Linked DNA regions of Oryctolagus cuniculus: region 2 is linked to region 1. Evidence: chromatin contacts called from public Micro-C data. All regions are on one chromosome and are shown on one strand. Each heading gives the region's core, a stretch centred on a gene start, on an enhancer-like site or on the middle of the called end of the contact. The rest is flanking DNA. Distances are from core to core; before and after follow the strand shown.

What was found. Hi-C and Micro-C count contacts between places; a contact is called where the count stands out from the background.
Region 2: a Micro-C map of ear pinna shows a contact between it and region 1, with 5 times the contacts expected there. The contact joins the enhancer-like site here to the promoter of RAPGEFL1 in region 1. A contact is called at or near these places in 2 of 6 Hi-C or Micro-C datasets (ear pinna and an unstated tissue).

Annotation. Positions count from the first base shown.
Region 1 is chr17:22,276,648-22,279,347 of mOryCun1.1, forward strand. RAPGEFL1 (Rap guanine nucleotide exchange factor like 1) reads right to left here and starts at 1,283. Exons shown (of 15, transcript XM_051825660.2): 1 at 372-1,283. The coding sequence starts at 891.
Region 2 is chr17:22,325,349-22,328,048 of mOryCun1.1, forward strand. No RefSeq gene overlaps it. Among named protein-coding and RNA genes, the nearest start is that of MSL1, 7.8 kb to the left of the region's middle. Within about 2 kb of position 1,438, at least 3 of the 8 cell types and tissues checked have an H3K27ac peak or open chromatin away from gene starts, as enhancers often do. A contact at or near this core is called in ear pinna, where this site is marked.

The DNA.
Region 1 (2,700 bases), core at 33-2,532:
GTTTCTCAGGGCTGGGGCACCCCACTGCAGGGTGGCACGGGCTGTGCTGGGCAGCTGCCATTTTAGTAATGTCAAGCCCTAATTTGGGGCCACGGGAGGAGGGGATCAACATCAGGGACCCCACGGGTTTCCGTAGCTCAAAGGCGCAGGGGAAAGCAAGGGTGGTTTAAGGAGAGCGGCTCCGCTGCTTCTCCCTGCTACAGAGAGGGAGGTGGGCAGGGCGGCCTCCCGTCCGCCAGGGGTCCGTGCCTCAGCTAGGCCCGCCCCGCTCCGGAGGACCCTCACAGCGCCACCCCCACTCTCCAAGGGCGAGGAAGAGGAAGCCCGGGCAAGCCCCCTGCTCCGGGCTGGACGAGCCGCTCACTCCTTACCTGATGCGCCGCTGTCCCTGGTGGCCCCTCCAGCCAGCCGCTCCAGAACCCGGTGCAGAAGATGCTCCGGCCGCTCGGGGGCGCCCAGGGGGGCCCAGGGCGGCGGAGTTAGGGGCTCTCCCGGGGACAGCTCATCCGAGGAGTACGAGGACGGGGAGCGCAAGGGACCCCCGCCCCCGAGCGGCCCAGGGCCTGGCACCTCCTCGAGCTGCAGCCAACAGGGTCCCCCGCTGCCCGGCTCCTCCGCGACCCCCGCCAGCTCTCCCGCTTCCTCCTCGGCTGGCGGCTCCAGCTCCGGCTCGGCGGGGGGCTCCCGGAGGAAAGCTGGGAGAAGCAGGCGCGACACGCTCTGCCGCCGCTGCAGTGGCCGCGGTCCCCCGGTCAGACCGCTGCCCCCGCCGGATCCCCCACCCACTCCGGGCCCACCGCAGCTCCCCGGACCCCCGCCGGGACCTCCCGCCACCGTTCGCCCGGCCAGTTGCGACGTCTGCTTCTTCAAAAATTTCTCCAGTGGCTTCATGCCCCCCCCCGCCCCTCTCCTAGGGGCCGCCGGGGGACCCAGGTGTCCCAGGCGCGGGGGGGGGGGGGGCGGGGACACGATGCTCAGAGCCGGAGGAGCAGAACGGAGGGCCGTGCCAGGCGCCGGACTGGGGTCCAGAGGTGCCCGAGGCTTGCTGGCCAGAGGCCAGAGGCCAGTGGCCGTAGGTGGTGCCAGAGAGAAAAACGTCCGCTCTCAGCAGCCCCCCATGTCGCCGCGGCCGGCGCGCGTCCGAATGGTGGGCAGGCTGTGGGGCCGGCGTCCCGAGCTCTGCGCTCCTGGGCCGGGGCTGCGGCGGCAGAAGCAGCGGGCGCAGCGCAAAGCTGAGAGGACGCGGCGGCGGCGGCTGCGCTCCTGGCCGGGGGGAAGGTGGCAGAACTGAGACCGCGCCCCCTCCCGAGTCCCCGCCCAGTCCCCGCCCCGGCTCTTCCTGGGCCCGCCCTCTGGGCCGCGCGAGGCTTGAACTAGGGCGCCGCGGCTGATCGCGAGGGAAATCTTAAAGGGCTTGGGTTCCGACAGTCGCAAAAATTAAGGGTCTAAGTGAGAGTGATTTACCGATGGAGAGGAATTGTCGGCTCGGGGAATTTCTGGGTCTCTTAGCATCATTTCAAAGAACCAGGATAGGTCTGTGGTCTGCACACTCTGACTTGGCTGTCTGTACCAGGTGAGGCCTATGAAGACAGCACCTTTGTGAGAGGGGCTGGGAGAGCCTCTTGAGTGCACTAACATCAGCACTGGGGGCGATGCCCATCTGCCCGCTCCGGTAGGGCTCACTGGGTGGTGCAGGCCTGGCCTGTGAGGCAGGTACTGACAGGTAGGTAGGAGCCAGGTAGGGCACAGCAGGTTGCAGCAGGTCTGCTTGGGGTGAGAAGATGGTAGGCAGTGGGGGAGGAGCCCAGCTGACAGCAAAAGCAAGCAGGGCCACGGGGATGGGTGACAAGTCCCAGAACTGCCAACATCAAAGAGCTGAGTGTACGTAGCCATGGAGTTGGAGAAGTGGTGCCAAATTAGCAATCTGAAGAATTCTCAGGCCAAGGGCCATCTGTCCCTTAAGGGTACACTGCTACACTGCCTCAGGAGGGGAAATGTTCACTCAGCATGAATACACTCGGAGAGGCTTACAAGGTGAGGGAGTGGCACCTGGTTCTGGCCGGGTTGTGGCTCCCTGGACAATGCCCCACCCCTGTTTACTGTGAACCAGCCAGGCAAGCACAGGAATGCTAATGGCTGGGAGTGGTGGTAGAACTGAACAGGGTGTGTACACATGTGTCAATGTGCATGCCTGGTCACGTGTGTGCTAGAGCATGTGTTCACAGAAAGAAGGCTTTGCACACCCATCTGTCTGTGGATTTGGAAAGGGAACAGTAAAGAGAACACAATTTGGGTTAAGAAGCAGGATTAGGGACCTGAGCATAAGTCTTCCTGGGCTCCCTTTAGTGGACACTATCCCTAGGGTGGAAAGGGGACACTGGTTGGAGTGGCTTGGAGCTCTCCAGGCAGCATTTTATGAACCAAATGGGAAGAGGGGAGTTTCTCTCCCAGCACATGCCACAGTTACCAGATTAAGCTGGTTGCCTTGGTAACCTCCTCTCTGGGCAGGATTTGGGATCGTCGGTTAGGAAGGGCGAAGAATTGGGGAGTGTGGAGGATGTGGGGGCTGGAAATAAAATGGGCTGACAGGCTTTTGGAAACTAGAATTTGGGGAACACAACCCCAGTACCCCACCCCTCCAACTTGTTGAGGATATCAGACAGGGACTGAGCTTAAGTCCAAGACCCTGAATCAAGGGAG
Region 2 (2,700 bases), core at 188-2,687, 49 kb after region 1:
GTGTAGGAGGTAAGCACTGGCTGCTCCACTTCCCATTTAGCTCCCTGCTAATGGCGCCTGGGAAAGCACTGGAAGATGGCGGCTGCCTGGGCCCCTGCAGCCACGTGGGAGCCCCAGAAGCAGCTCCTGACTTTGGTCTGGTGCAGCCTTGGCCGTTATGGCCATTCAAGGAGTGAACCAGCAGATGGAAGAGCTCTCTCTGTAACTCTTTCAAATAAAATAAATCTTTAAAAAAATCTATTTTGTGTTAAAGTGTACTTTGTGAAATGGCAGTGATAGTAAGCAACAATTGGTTGAAGTTTGTAAATGTCCTCATTGACAAAATTAAAAGCTGTCAATTTCATCAGTCCCCACTTTTTTTTTTTTTTTTTTTTTGGAAACACTGCTGCTCAGAGATCCAAAAGTCTAGGATTTCATTACTTCAGACTAAGTAAACATGCTTTTCTCCTCGAGCCAAGGGTGGAATTTTTTTGAATTGGAGGTCGGATCTTGATCTCAGTTTATGGGGAAAAACCACCAGAAAACTGAAACCTGAGAAGAGATTTTCTAAGAAGGAAGGAGAATTCTCGCTTTCAAACCATTAGGTTTTAAACTGTGGTGATCTAGGGAGGTATCAAGGGTGAAGGCCACGAGGGAGGGAGCAGAGCCCAGGAAAACCACAGTTGGGACCCATAAATCAAGTTCCTAAACAGTTGTCTATTTTATCCTTAATGGGATAATGACCATTCCTTTTGCCCTCTGGCTAAGGGTACAGATTTAAAGGCCAACACTCACCATGCCTCTAATGCTTACAGAGGGGCAGAATTCCATTTCCGTGACCAACATTCTTTGAAGGGAATGCCCAGGGTGTGGAAAGACCAGGCAGCAAGCCCTCTTACCTGGCTGGGTCTTGGTTTTCCCAGACCAAAAAAAAAAAAATTCGAAACAGTTCCTCCTTACGGTCCCTTCCAGCTCTATGACCCTGTGAAGCCGCCCTTTCCCACTCACCGTGGGGCAGAAGTAGGTAACGAGACACCGATTTTGGCTACTCCCCACGGGGAGTTCAAGTGCGCGGCTTCCTCAGGCTCTCGGAAAAGGTAGCCCAGATCCCCCCCAGGGCACCTAAAGGAGACCGTGGCTTCAGAGGCCACCTTTCCCTTCTCCGGGGATGGGGCGCCAGCACGGAGCCACAGAGGCTTCCGGCTCAAGGCTGCCCTGCGTCCCAGGCCTCCGCGAGCCGGGCGCTCCCGCGGGGCCCTCTCCGAAGGCAGGACACACCTCCTCTGCCGCCTTTTTCTCCCCCACCTCTTCAATAAAATCACAACTCAAATTTGGGTATCTCTCTCCGTCTGCCAGCCCCGCCAAAACTTTCACCGCGCCCCGCCCACTCCACGTGGACCTCCCTTCCCTGTCCCGGCAACCCCTGCGAGAACACCCCACCCCCAACACGTGACCAATTGTTGTGTTTCCTTCCTGGGGCTCCGTCGTCGCTGGCACCCGCCAACGACTGAACAAAAGTGCCCCCTTCAGGGTGAGTGTGGGGCAGCACAACGGCGTAACGTGGCTGCCTCATAGCTCCGCGGTTAATAAACGTGAAGAATCGCACAGCTAAAAGAGAAGACGAATTCAAGCGATTTCTTTAGAGGAAACTATTTTGGGTGGATTGGATAGAGTTTTAATCCCTGGTTCTGAAGTGGGTTACCTCCATTCCAACTGCATTTCCCCCTAGAGCTCTTCGTGTTGTTGGCTGAGTGCTCAGATCCCCTCAGGCCAGACAAGAGCTACGAGTTCCCTAATTGGGGCCGATGCTGTGGCTGCCTGCAATGCCATCATCCCATAGGGGCATCAGTTACAGTCCTGGCTGCTCCACTTCCCATCCAGCCCCCCACTAATGGCCTGGGAAAAACAGCCTGAGTGCTTGGGCCCCTGCACCCAGTGGGAGATCCAGATGAAGCTCCTAGCTAGCTTTGGCCAGGCCCACCCCCTACTAGGATGGCCATCAGGGGAGTGAACCAGCAGAAGATTCTATCATTCAAAAAAAAAATAATTTAAAAAAAAAAAAGTTCCGTGATTAGGGCTGGGTGATGGGGTACCCACCCACACACATCCCATTCCCTCCCCAACCCCTTACACACCACAAAAAAAAAAAAAAACTAGGCAGTTCTATCCCTGTGAGCTTAGTCCCCTTAGACTGATATGAATTGTGTGTAAAACTGAGTTTCTCCCTTTCTTAGCACTGGGAACATTTGCCCTGGGTGGGAAAAGTCCCAAGTGATCATACTGAGGAAAAGTGGCAGAGCAGCAATTGGGGGACTGACCAGGAAAAGCTAGAAAAATAGGTCAAGTGAAGCCAAACAATGAAGCAGTTGCTTTGGGAAAAATTCTGACTTGGGGCCGGCGCCGCGGCTCACTAGGCTAATCCTCCGCCTTGTGGCGCTGGCACACCGGGTTCTACTCCTGGTCAGGGTGCCGGATTCTGTCCCGGTTGCCCCTCTTCCAGGCCAGCTCTCTGCTGTGGCCAGGGAGTGCAGTGGAGGATGGCCCAAGTGCTTGGGCCCTGCACCCCATGGGAGACCAGGAGAAGCACCTGGCTCCTGCCATCGGATCAGCGCGGTGCACCAGCCACAGCACGCCGGCAGCGGCAGCCATTGGAGGGTGAACCAAGGGCAAAGGAAGACCTTTCTCTCTGTCTCTCTCTCTCACTGTGCACTCTGCCTGTCA